Linked DNA regions of Ovis aries: region 2 is linked to region 1. A link is a contact called in public Hi-C data. All regions are on one chromosome and are shown on one strand. The core of a region is the stretch at or near the end of the contact, and the rest is flanking DNA. Distances in the headings are between cores, read along the strand shown.

Region 1 (6,221 bases), core at 1,186-3,685:
AAAGAGGGGAGCACACTCCCACCCAAAGGACTTTCACTGTCACAGTCACTTCCCTGCTCCGGGCCTCAGTCTCCTCATCCGTGCAAGGGGATGACACCACCTACCTGGTGGTTGGGAGGCTCAGAAGAGCATGCCTTGGATTTCCCAAACCCCAGCCATCCCAGGGCTGGTGACAGGTTTGCTCCCTTGAGCTCCACCTCCTCTGTTAAGTCCTTAAATCCATTCGCTTTTTTCCTTCATGGCATATAGATGGGGAAACAGTGGAAAAGTGGCTGACTTTAATTTTCTGGGTTCCAAAATCACTGCAGATGGTTGGTGACTGCAGCCATGAAATTAAAAGAAGCTTACTCCTTGGAAGGAAAAGTTATGACCAACCTAGACAGCATATTAAAAAGCAGAGACATTACTTTGCCAACAAAGGTCCATCTAATCAAGGCTATGGTTTTTCCTGTGGTCATGTATGGAGGTGAGAGTTGGACTATAAAGAAAGCTGAGTGCTGAAGAATTGATGCTTTTGAACTGTGCTGTTGGAGAAGGCTCTTGAGAGTCCCTTGGACTGCAAGGAGGTCCAACCAGTCCATTCTAAAGGAGATCAGTCCTGGGTGTTCTCTGGAAGGATTGATGCTAAAGCTGAAACTCCACTACTTTGGCCACCTCATGTGAAGAACTGACTCATTGGAAAAAACCCTGATGCTGAGAAAGATTGAGGGCAGGAGGAGAAGGAGACAACAGAGGATGAGATGGTTGGATGGCATCATCAACTCGATGTACATGGATGTGGGTGGACTCTGGGAGTTGGTGATGGACGGGGAGGCCTGGCGTGCTGAGGTTCATGGGGTCGCAAGGAGCTGGACTCGACTGAGCAACTGAACTGACTGACTTTTTCCTTATAAAAGAAACTATGTCATCACTAGTAGAGGACAAGGATCTCTTGTCAGAAATAGAAAGTAACCATAAAGATAAGCACAGTGGAGATTATGGGACCACATTCTAGCTGTGCGCTGGGATGACCAGAGGCCCGATGGGGGCTCACTGTCCTCTCGACAGAAGGTGCTCAGAGGCGGCCAGGTGTCCTTGCCCTGAACTGAGCTCTCTTCTCCACAGAAAAGGTGGGAAAGAGACTTGAAAAGGCGGGCGCTTTCTCTCCTTGACAGTCCACATTAGTGAATGCCTGCCACACCTTGTGGTTGTTCAGTTGCTCAGTCGTGTCTGATTCTTTGCGACCCCACGGACTGCAGCACGCCAGGCTTCCCTGTCCATCAATCACTCAGTCGTGTCTGACTCCTTGCGACCCCACGGATTGCAGCATGCCAGGCCTCCCTGTCCTTCACCATCTCCCAGAGTTGGCTCAAACCCATGTCCATTGAGTCGGTGATGCCAACCAACCATCTCATCCTCTGTCGTCTCCTTCTCCTCCTGCCCTCAATCTTTCCCAGCATTAGGGTCTTTTCCAATGAGTCAGTTCTTCGCATCAGGTGGCCAAAGTATTGGAGTTTCAGCTCCAGCATCAGTCCTTCCAATGAACACCCAGGACTGATCTCCTTTAGGATGGACTGGTTGGATCTCCTTGCAGTCCAAGGGACCCTCAAGAGTCTTCTCCAACACTACAGTTCAAAAGCATCAGTTCTTCGGCGCTCAGCTTTCTTCACAGTCCAACTCTCACATCCATCCATAGCCACTGGAAAAACCATAGCTTTGATTATACGGACCTTTGCTAGCAAGGTGATGTTTCTGCTTTTTAATACACAGTTTAGATTCTGACTCAAGGACCCCCTGGCCCCAGTGGGACACGCCCCCACTCAGGTGAGTCCCTCTGTGTAAACTAAGGTGTGTCCTCTCTGTAGACTAAGACCTGGCCGCTCTGGGTTCTTGGTCAGTTGCCTGGGGTCTGGTTAATAGAAAGTCAAGTCCCATAGTCCTTCCCTGCCGGGAATGCCAGGGGCAGAGGACCCCAGGGCAGCCCCCCTGAGGTATGGTCCTGCAGAGCCCTGTCCTGTGGGAAAACACTTCTCTACCCCAGGGGACCTCGTGCTGTTGGTGTGCCCTGCACACTGCATGGCGGCCCCTGCGGGCCTGCCTTCGGGAGCTGCAGGGATGGGGTGCAGGCCCAGAAACAGGGGTGGCAGAGGGAGATGGCAGAGGGGGCACCAAGGAGGAGGGAAGGCCAGGCAGCCACGGGAGGCCACCTGTGTGGGGCCTCGGCTTTAAGGCAAAGATGGAGAAGGAACGGCAGGAGAAAAGGGGAGAAGAAAAAGGAGTTCTGGTGGTGCAGGAGGTGAGGGGGCAGGGCCCAAGGCCTGGCTGGCCCGTTGAGAGCCCAGTGATAGAGCTAGACCGCCCGCGTCTTGATGTGTGACCTTGAGCAGCACAGGCCAGGCCTCTCGCATTCACGGCTGGGGAGGGCGAGCAAAAGATGTCACCTGGGGCGTCTGGGCAGGCGGCGTGGAGGAGGAGCTGGTGAGCGGAAGCAAGAGGGAACAGGGGGTGCCCAGAGCTCTCTGCAAGCTCCTTTCTCAACCTTGTTATCCGGCGCCCCCAGGTGGACAATATGAGAATGACAGAAAATCCTAAAAATAAAGGCGAGGAAACCAGCATTGCCCTCCCTTCCCAGGTCGAACAGCCACAGGCAACCCCATCTGAATCCCTCCACCTCTTACCTGCTGTGGGTCTTAGGCAGCCCACTGGAATTCTCAGTTTTGTCACTTGTAAAGTGGGATTCAATCCCAGGAGGTCATCAGATAATTGGCTATCCCTCCCCGCCCCCTGACACCGTGTTTTCACTGGTGTGGACAGGACGAAAAAGGTGACCTTTCAGGTCCCAGAAAGTCTGCAGAAGGCTGGAATACTAACACCCCTGACACTGTTGTAGCCACGTGTTCAGGGAAACAAACTCACTCAGAAGGACAATGCAGAGAGCGAGTGCAGTTTATTACACTGGCGGGCCCAAGGCAGAGTCTCCTCTTAGCCAAGGACCCCAGTTTTTGTGAAAAGCTTATATACCCTAAGTGTACGTGCCCAAACCCACCTCCCCAAATTCCCTGAAACTAATCTGAACAAAGGAAAAGAAAGATACAAAGTTAACCTGTGATTCACATGCCTTAAGCCCAGGTAGTTAACAGTGGACAATTATCAATAGGCCTGTGGTCATACCCCAATAAGCATAATAGAATGTATGATTCTATTCAGTTACGCAGATAATTAGGGTATTCTTATAGGTGACAGAGAGTCTAGGTATGAGCCCTGGGGCTCTTCCATGTTGCAGGAGAGAGGGGGGGTTCTGGTTTTCCCGTTGGTAAGTCGTTTCCATGGATACTGGGCATATAGCTCAAAGTCCACAGTCTGGCCCAAGCTGGAGTCCTGCTTTCAAGAGGGAGCCTGTTCTGTTTCCTCCTTCACCACCACCCCCCTGGATAACCCCAGGTAAGGACTGTGTAAGTCCTATGTGAAGAAAGACTTAAATAAAAAGACAGCCTTTATTCTTGAATGAGAAATCTAATCAACATTGTTTAAATGCCCTTTTCCTTTTCCTGAATCACTTACTCATTTAAAAAATCTAAATAGGATATTTAAAAACTAGTCAAATGACTCACCTAGAAGAGTAAATGAAAATAGCTAGGAAAATTCTGAAAAGGAAGAGTAATGAGGAAGGGAAGGACTGACTCTATTCGCTGTTAAAAGATGCGGTGCTTGTTATTGTAATTTTCCACAGCAGTTGAGCACTTAATATGTTTCAGGCCCTGTTAACAAAAGCATTCAATCTTCATTACAACACTTGTGGAAGTAGGGGCTTAATACAGCGACCCTTTTCTCCTGCAAAGGTTCAGATCCACTGAGAGGAAGACAAGGAAGTCAGGGATCAATATATCCTTACTACTGATAGAAGCTGGATTAGAGGCTAAGGCAGAGGCAGGGCCAACAATGGGCTTCTTTTTTCTTTACTATTTATTTATGTGACTGCACTGGGCCTTAGTTTTGGCATATGGGATCTAGATCCCTGATCAGCGACTGAACTCAGGCAGCATTGGGAGCATGAAGTCTAGCCACTCGATCACCAGGGAAGTCTCGGCGTTTGGGTTTTTTTTTTTTAAGATATGTTTTTCTTTTACTGTGGTGGGTGTCTGTTGCTGTGCATGGGTTTTCTCTAGTTGTGGCGAGTGGGGGCCACTCTTCTTTGAGGTTCTCACTGTGGTGGCTTTTCTTGTGGGGTGGGGGCTCTAGGGCGTGTGGCCTTAGTAGTTGCAGCCCCTGAGCTCGAGAGCACAGGCTGAATGGTTGTGGTTCACGGGCTTAGTTGCTCCACGGCATGTGAAATCTTCCCAGATCAGAAACTGAACCCCTGTCTCTTGCATGGACAGGCGAATTCTGTACCACTGAGCCACCAGGGGCTTTTCAAAGTAGAACTCCATCAAGGGAATAAACAGACAAGTCAGACACTGGGAGAAAATATTTGAAAAACACATATCTGATAACTTATATGCGAAATATACAAAGAACACTTCTAACTCAGCAATGAGAAAAAAAAAAGAATGACCCAGTTTAAAATGGTTTAAAGATCTAGGCAGACACATCACCAAAGACGTATACATATAGCACATAAGCAGAGGAAAAGATGGCCAATACAATACATGCTCAGTTCAGCTCAGTCGCTCAGTTTAGGCAATTGCAAATTAAAATAGTGAGATACCACTACATACCTATTAAAATCCAAATGGCTAAGATCCAAGGAAACAGAAAAACAAAACAAAGCCCACAGCTCCAAATACCGATGTGGAGGTGGAGCAACAGGAAGTCTCATTCATTGCTGGTGGAGATGCAAAGCAGCCCCAGCAATCACACTCCAAGGTATTTACTCAAAGGACTTGAAAACTTATGTCCACACAAAAACCTGTACATGGATATGTATAGCAGTTTTATGATTTCATAATTTATTAATATTAAATGATTACTTTCATAATGTTTTCATAATTGCTAAAACCTAAAAAGGCAGCCATGATGTCCTTCCATAGGTGAATGGATAGTGAAATATACACCCATAAAGCGGAATATTATTCAGCACTAAAATGAAATGTGGCTATCAAGCCACAAAAAAGATATTGAGTAACTTCAAACTATCAATTAGCTAAAGAGGTCAGTCTGGAAAGGCTGTGTGATTCCAGCTATATGACATTCTGGAAAAGGCAAAACTACACAGACAGTAAAAAGATCAATGCCTGGGGTCCTAGGGGAGCAGGGAGGAGGATGAACAGCGGATGTTCAGAGCAGTGAAATTATTCCGTGTGATTCCGTAATGGTGGCCCCCTGACGTGCGTTTGTCTAGCTCAGCCCTGTGCGACACCAAGTGTGGACTCTTGTAAATTGTGTTTATGTGTGTGTGCGCATGCTCAGTCACTCAGTCGTGTCCGACTCTTTGCAACCCTATGGACTCTAGGTCTCCAGGTTCTTCTGTCCCTGAGACTCTCCAGGCAAGAACACTGGAGTGGGTTGCGATGACCTCCTCCAGGGGATCTTCCCACCCCGGGATCGAGCCTGCGTCTCATTACGTCTCCTGCATTGGCAGGTGGGCTCTTTCCCACTAGCGCCACCTGGGAAGCCCTGTCCAGCGCAGGGTGGACATCAATGGAACCATTTGAGAGTCCAGAAACAGACCAAAGGATACAGGTGGCATTTCAAATCGAGGAGGAAAGATGATGAGTTAGTCAGTAACGAGGTTGGGGGAGATTACTGAGATCTCCTCCCCCACCACCGTCTGTCACATGACCTAAAATTCCACCCAACATAGCCCCTCTCGCTAGTCATTATCAACCCCACTCTTAGAGCAGTGCTAACTTATTCCGTAGTCTGTTCCCAGGGGCCTGGCTCATGAGTGGGTTATGTGTGAGTAGGCAGTGGAAGGGCCTCGTCTGGAAGCTGGGCATCCCTGAGGGGTTCTGGGAAATACCAACACTACCCCTGCCCTCGCTTCCCAGGTGGCTCAGGGGTAAAGAACCTGCCAGTACAGGAGATACAGGAGACTGATGATATCCCTGGGTCAGGAAGATTCCCCTGGAGGGGGAAAGGGCAACCCACTCCAGTATGTTTGTCTGGGAAATCCCCTGGTTGGAGGAGCCTGGTGGGCTACAGTCCCTGGGGTCAGACAGGACAGAGGGACTGAGCAGCCACGCACCCCTGCCCTGCAGCTAACCTGGGCAGCAAGAGGGATTGAGGGGGGAGGCCAGACCTGG
Region 2 (6,014 bases), core at 2,263-4,762, 170 kb after region 1:
CCGGGAGCTCAAACCAGTCAATCATAAATCCTAAAGGAAGTCAACCCTGAATACTCATTGGCAGGACTGATGCTGAAGCTGAAACTCCAATACTTTGGCCACCTGAAGTGAATAGCTGATTCATTGGAAAATATCCTGATGCTGGGAAAGACTGAAGGCAGGAGAGGGGATGACAGAGGACGAGATGGCTGGATGGCACCACTGACTCGACGGTCATGAGTTTGAGAAAGCTCCGGGAGATGGTGAAGGACAGAGAAACCTGGCATGCTGCAGTCCACGGGGTCACCGAGAGTCAGACACGACTGAGCGACTGAAGGACAACACAGAACTCTCACGCAGCCATGAAGCACGCTTGTGTTAGTCGCTCAGTCCTGTCTGACTCTGTGACCCACGGACCATAGCCCACCAGGCTGCTCTGTCCATGGGATTCTCCAGGCAAGAATACTGGAGAGGGTTGCCACTTCCTCCTCCAGGGGATCTTCCCGACCCAGGGACTGAACCCACGTCTCCTGGGTCTCCTGCATTGCAAGTGGATTCTTCACCTGCTGAGCCACTGGGAAGATCCCAAAACAAGCTTTTAGTGGAAGTATATTTAGGGACATGAGGAAAGTTCATGATCAAATATTGAAAGATTGAAGCAGGGTACCAAACCACATTTAGAGTATGACCCCAATTCTGTAAAGCACACACACACATTAAGGGTAAGGACAACGAAACAGGTGCATGTGTGCACGTACAGAAAAAAGCCCAGAAAAAATGCACCAGAACATCAGCAGTATTACCTCTGCATGTTAGGAATTGAATGTTTTTCTGGGTACTTTTGCTTAGTTTCCAAATTTTCATCTGAACCTTTCCTCCTTTTACAACGACAACATTGTTATTTTAAAACATTGTTGAGGGGCAGAAGCAGCCTGGCTATCCTGACGGGGAAGTGGCCGATAAGCTGCACATGGTTCGCTTGCAGTCAGCTGCCCCTTGTTGACCAAATGCCACGAGCTGGGGGCTGTCTGTTCTCAGGCCTCTGGGCCAGGCACTCGGGTTTCTGTGGCCTTCAGTTGCCGCACTGCGTGTCACGGCTGTAGCCTGCTCACCAAGCCAGGGTGTTAGTTATCCTTTCCTCAGATAGTGATGTTATTATTATTACTTTAATTTAAAAAGTATTTATTTATGTGTTTGACTGTGCTGGGTCTTAGTTGCGGCACGTGGGATCTGGTTCCCTGACCAGGGCTTGAATGTAGGCTCCCTGGATTGGGAATGCGGAACCTTAAAAGTCACTCATTCGTGTCCAACTCTTGGCTCCAGGCCAGAATATTGGAGTGGGTAGCCTATCCCTTCTCCAGCGGATCTTCCCAACCCAGGGTTCGAACCCAGGTCTCCCGCATTGCAGGCTGATTCTTTACCAACTGAGCTATCACCTGGGAAATCTCCAGAGAATGATGTTATTTATGCAGTTCATCTGTCCCTTCCTTCACTCATTTCTTAGCCTTTCCCACAGAGGATTCAAAGAAGAAGTCTAAAACAGTGTACTCTGGGTTTTATTGGATGGTTCAAGATTGATTTCTTTTCGGTTTTTAGTTCCGCAAGCACTGGGGCTTGAGAGAAGGTAAGGCGCCATCCCTGAACCAATGAACTTGACGCCAGCAGTGACAACGTGGTGTCCAGAGTACACAGGGGGTCCTCTCAGGTCCGGTGGCTCTGATTCGGGATGACTCGCATCCTGCTAGGTAACTGCAGATGAGCGGCCCTGGGGGCAGGCACGCCCTCACCGGCCGAGGCCGGCGCTCTCGTAGTCCAACAGCGCCACCTAGTGGGCAGAGACGGCACTGCACCACCCACGTCTGAGCCTTGGTAGCTGTTGCACCTTGGGCGAGTTAGCTAACCTCTCTGTGCTTCAGGTTCCTCACCTATGAAAACAGGAATAACAATACGTAGTTCAGAGTGTTGCTGTGTTAAATGTTAATAGATGTCAAAAAGTTTAGAACAAGTTCTGGCATAGAGTGAAATACAAATGTTTACTATTACCATTTTAAATAACCAAAAAACCCCAGAATACTATTGTCATTGATTGACGAGCAAACCAAGGCTCAGAGAAATTAAGTATTTTGTTCAATGTAACATAACTAGTTAAGGTCCCACAATCAGAGTCAAGTTTGAGTGCAGGGAATATGACCTCACAGTCCATGCTCTTGACCACTGGCTTCAACTTGTCACCTTTTTAAGACTTTAGGTTTCAGAGAAGAAAAAAATATTTCATCAGATTTTGGGGTGGAAAGTCCAGCCTTCTTATATACAGTTTCGTATATGAATGAATATATGGCTTGGAGGAAGCATTCGTGCCCAGCGTCTGGTTGGGGAGGATCTGGCATCTCCATCAGGGGTCTGTATACTTTGGTTATTATCCGCTTGAGTTGGGATATATTTGGGGGTGAGACCACTTTCATAAAGTGGAGCCGTATATCTGTGTGTTTTAACAAGCCCTTTCACACTGTTGACCCCAGCTGATGATGAAAAAGAAAAGATGGGAACCATTTCCCCACTTTCCAGACGAGGAAACTGAGGGTCAGAGATATGAAGGGACTTGCCTGCGGACTCAAGGTGCCCATCGACCCTGGGGGGCACCTCTCTCTCCACTACCCGGCTGCCACCGAGCCCTTCCTGCCCCTTGCCAGGGATGGGAGGTCACGCTGGCCTAGTGTCCCTTGCTCCCTGGGCTTGCTCTCTTTTTTAGAACAATTTTTAACATAAAAAGAAGATACCTTATTTGTTTATTTGGCTGCGTTGGGTCTTAGTTGCATCATGGGGATCTTCCATTGGGGCGCACGGATCTTCCAGTTGTGGCTCTTGGGCTCAGCAGTTGTGGTACATGTGCTTAGTGGCCCCGTTGTATATGGGATCTTAATTCCGCAAAGTGAAAGTGAAAATCGCTCAGTCGTGTTTGACTCTTTGCAATCCCATGGACTATACAGTCCCTGGAATTCTCCAGGCCAGGATACTGAAGTGGGTAGCCTTTCCCTTCTTCAGGAGATCTTCCCAATCCAGGGATCGAACCCAGGTCTCTCGCATTGCAGGCAGAGTCTTTACCAGCTGAGCCACCCGGGAAGCCCTTAGTTCCCCAACCAGGGGTCAAACTGACGTTCGCTGCATTGCAAGGCAGGTCCTTAACCGCTGGACCACCAGGGAAGTCCCCTCTCTTTGTCCATACTGTCCCTGCCTCCTTGGCCTGGACTGTGGCTGATTGATCTCTAGGTCCCCAGGGCCCAGCTCCTGTGGCCTAGAGCTAGCTTAGGAGCATCTGCTGGTTGTATGAACAAATCACTGGAGCACAAGGATACGGGTACTTAGGGCAGCTGTCTTGCTCAGAGTGTGGCCCCAGGTCAGCATCCCCTGGGGACTTGTTAGATATGCAGACTCTGGGCCTCAGAAACTCTGGAATGTGGCCCGGCAAGCGGGCTGTAACAAGCCCTCTGGATGTTTGAGAACAAGCGCCCTTTGGAGCCGGGCACTGGAGTTTGGGCCCCACGTCTGTCCCTGACTTGCTGTGTGGTGTGATGCAAGCCACTCAAGCTCTCTGGTCTATAAAATGGGGCTCATTGTCGTGAGGAGGTTTCTATGGTCCTTTGCAGGGAGGGGTGCTCAGCACAGGGCCTGGCATGTAGCTGATTGGTGTTTAGCCCAAGGCTGGTTGCGAAAGCAGGCTGAGAAGCTGCCTGTCCCTCAGGAGTGCGGAGTCAGCCTGGATCCTCTGGCCCTGTGCTTGGCAGTGGCCCTGCCTGGTGGGGGATGAGCCTCAGACCTCAGCAGCTTGTTCCCCTCAGTCTCCCCCGCAAGGCAGCCCCAGGTCTGTCCATTAAGGTGCTGTGCCCCGCCCCCCATGCCTTCTGCTCACTCCCTCCAGAGACAAGTCAGCCCAGGGGTCAAGGCCGGCCCAGCTGAGGGAAAACCCCTGAGAGGGGCATAGACCTCCTGCAGGCGTCTGGGGAAGGGGCTGGTAAGGGGCACAGGGGGCGGCTGCCTGGCTCACTAGATCGAGATCATTTGCCCTCTGAGCATGACCAGGGGGGCTTGGAGAGATGAAATACCACCCCCCACGTGCTGAGGGGACTGGGGTGGGCTGCTGAGGGTCCCCTGGGGGTGGTGTGGATGCAGCCATGGTCTAGGGGGGAGAAGGGGCAGTGGCAATGGGGCTGGGGAAGACAGAGGCAAAGGGGACCTAGTGGCCCAGCATGGAGGGTGAGGGAGGGACAGCCAAGGATGCCAGGGGGTCCTGACTGGGGTCAGGGGACATGGTGCCAGGCACCTGTGGCCTGTGACTCTGAGTCTAACCTTCATGGGAGGCAGGCATTGCTATGGCTTGGAGAGGATGAGGCCCAGGGGTGGGTGAAGGTTTCCAGCTTGCCCTGAGGGCCAGGACAGGAGAGGGTAGCAGGCAGCAAGGACCCCTGAGGATTCCTTGCAGGAGCTCTAGGGGGCACAGGAAGCAGAGAAAAGAGGTTGTTTCACCCCAACTCTTGAGGGTTCCTCCTGCTCAGCCACCCTGTTCTTTATCCACCAATGGAGGAAGCAAGAACGGGCTCGCCCTCATGAATCCTGCAGACGCAGGTTTGAACTGCGGTTCTGTCGTAGGACCTTGGGCAGGGTGCTGGACTTGTTTCCAGATGGGGTGTCTTCTGTAAAGTGGGGACTGCAGACCCCCCAGTGGGCTGGCACGGCAGTACATGAGCTCACAGAGTGCCCAGACTGGCCGGCCCAGCTCAGGCCATGGGACTGGGAGCCTGCCCTGACCCCGGTTGTCTCACAGAGACTGCCGGGGCAGCGGGCAGCCTCGATGGGCTCAGCACCTCCTCAGAAGCAGAGAGCAGGGCCCACCTCACTTGCAGCGTGTTTGGAGCTGGGCAAGTTCTTTGCAGACGATGCCAGTGAAGTGGGCCTGACACACAGCAGGTGCTCAGGACGTTTTCGAAGCAGCTGGGGCCATGAGTGGTCTCTGGTCTGGTCTTGCTGTCTGGGCCCCGGGGAGGCGGAGGGAAGTGCCAGCCTGCTGCCCATGCTGGGGGCACCAAGGCCACACAGAAGCAGGTTGGAGGGAGGGAAGCACCCTGAGGTGCCTCGACTCCCTGGCCTCTAGCTTGGCAGGGACAGTGGGGCGGGGACACGGGTCCTGGGCAGTGCTCTTGCACCTGGGGTCTTGCCTGGCTCCAGACGCCGGTGAAGACACGTCCACCAGCTGGTGTGAGTGGGAGGCACACAGATGGTCATAATCACGAGATCAACTGTTTATTGATTTTTTTTTTCTAAAATACTATACGTTTAAAGAAACTCCTAAACTGAAAAGACTTGACAATTTTTGGTACATCTGTAGCAAAGGAATGAGGATTCTGCTGGTAAGTTTCCAGGACAGATAGACACGCATCCTCAGGACAGACAGACACACATCCACTTTCAAGCGAGCTATCGAGCTCACTGGGAACACTGAGTAAAATGCATAGCTTGTGATGGCGGCAGCCATTTCTCCCATGTCCGAGTCACACAGAGGAAAGGTTTGCCCTCCCTCGCCGGCCCCGTGGTTACAGGGCAGCTTCCTGCCCCAGCCCGTCGGCTCCCTGATGGCTGCAGGGTGCTCAGAAGAGACCCTTGTGCTGTGGGGTGAGACCCAGCTTTTCTTGGCTCACGAGGAACGCGGATGACAGTGAGATCTGCAGCTGCCTGCAAAGACGCGGGAGTTTTGTACAGTGTCTGCTACAGAGGACGAAGGCTAGCTGGGCTGAGGACACTGGGCTCCCAGCTTGCCAGCGAGGAAAGACTTCCCAACAGCAGGCTCCGCTGGGCCCAGCCAACCAGCCAGGCCTACGCCCGGATGGTCTTCAAGCAGTTTACAAATTGAAGCCACTGTCAAAAGCCATTCAATCTCATGAACACAGTAGACGAGCTCTTTAGATTCTCTGAATATCAAATAGTATATACAGATATACACCAAGACGTGACAGTCTAATATAGAGCATCTTAACTTTAGATGC

Evidence for each region. A called contact is a pair of places that touch in the nucleus more often than the background predicts.
Region 2: a Hi-C map of liver shows a contact between it and region 1, with 5 times the contacts expected there. The contact joins two enhancer-like sites. A contact is called at or near these places in 7 of 16 Hi-C or Micro-C datasets (blood, hypothalamus, liver and 3 more).

What each region holds. Positions count from the first base shown.
Region 1 is chr3:219,438,161-219,444,381 of ARS-UI_Ramb_v3.0, forward strand. No RefSeq gene overlaps it. Among named protein-coding and RNA genes, the nearest start is that of A4GALT, 45 kb to the right of the region's middle. Within about 2 kb of position 2,436, at least 6 of the 54 cell types and tissues checked have an H3K27ac peak or open chromatin away from gene starts, as enhancers often do. A contact at or near this core is called in liver, where this site is marked.
Region 2 is chr3:219,605,334-219,611,347 of ARS-UI_Ramb_v3.0, forward strand. PACSIN2 (protein kinase C and casein kinase substrate in neurons 2) reads right to left here. Exons shown (of 10, transcript XM_060414287.1): 10 at 5,259-6,014. Among named protein-coding and RNA genes, the nearest start is that of ARFGAP3, 14 kb to the left of the region's middle. Within about 2 kb of position 3,513, at least 8 of the 54 cell types and tissues checked have an H3K27ac peak or open chromatin away from gene starts, as enhancers often do. A contact at or near this core is called in liver, where this site is marked.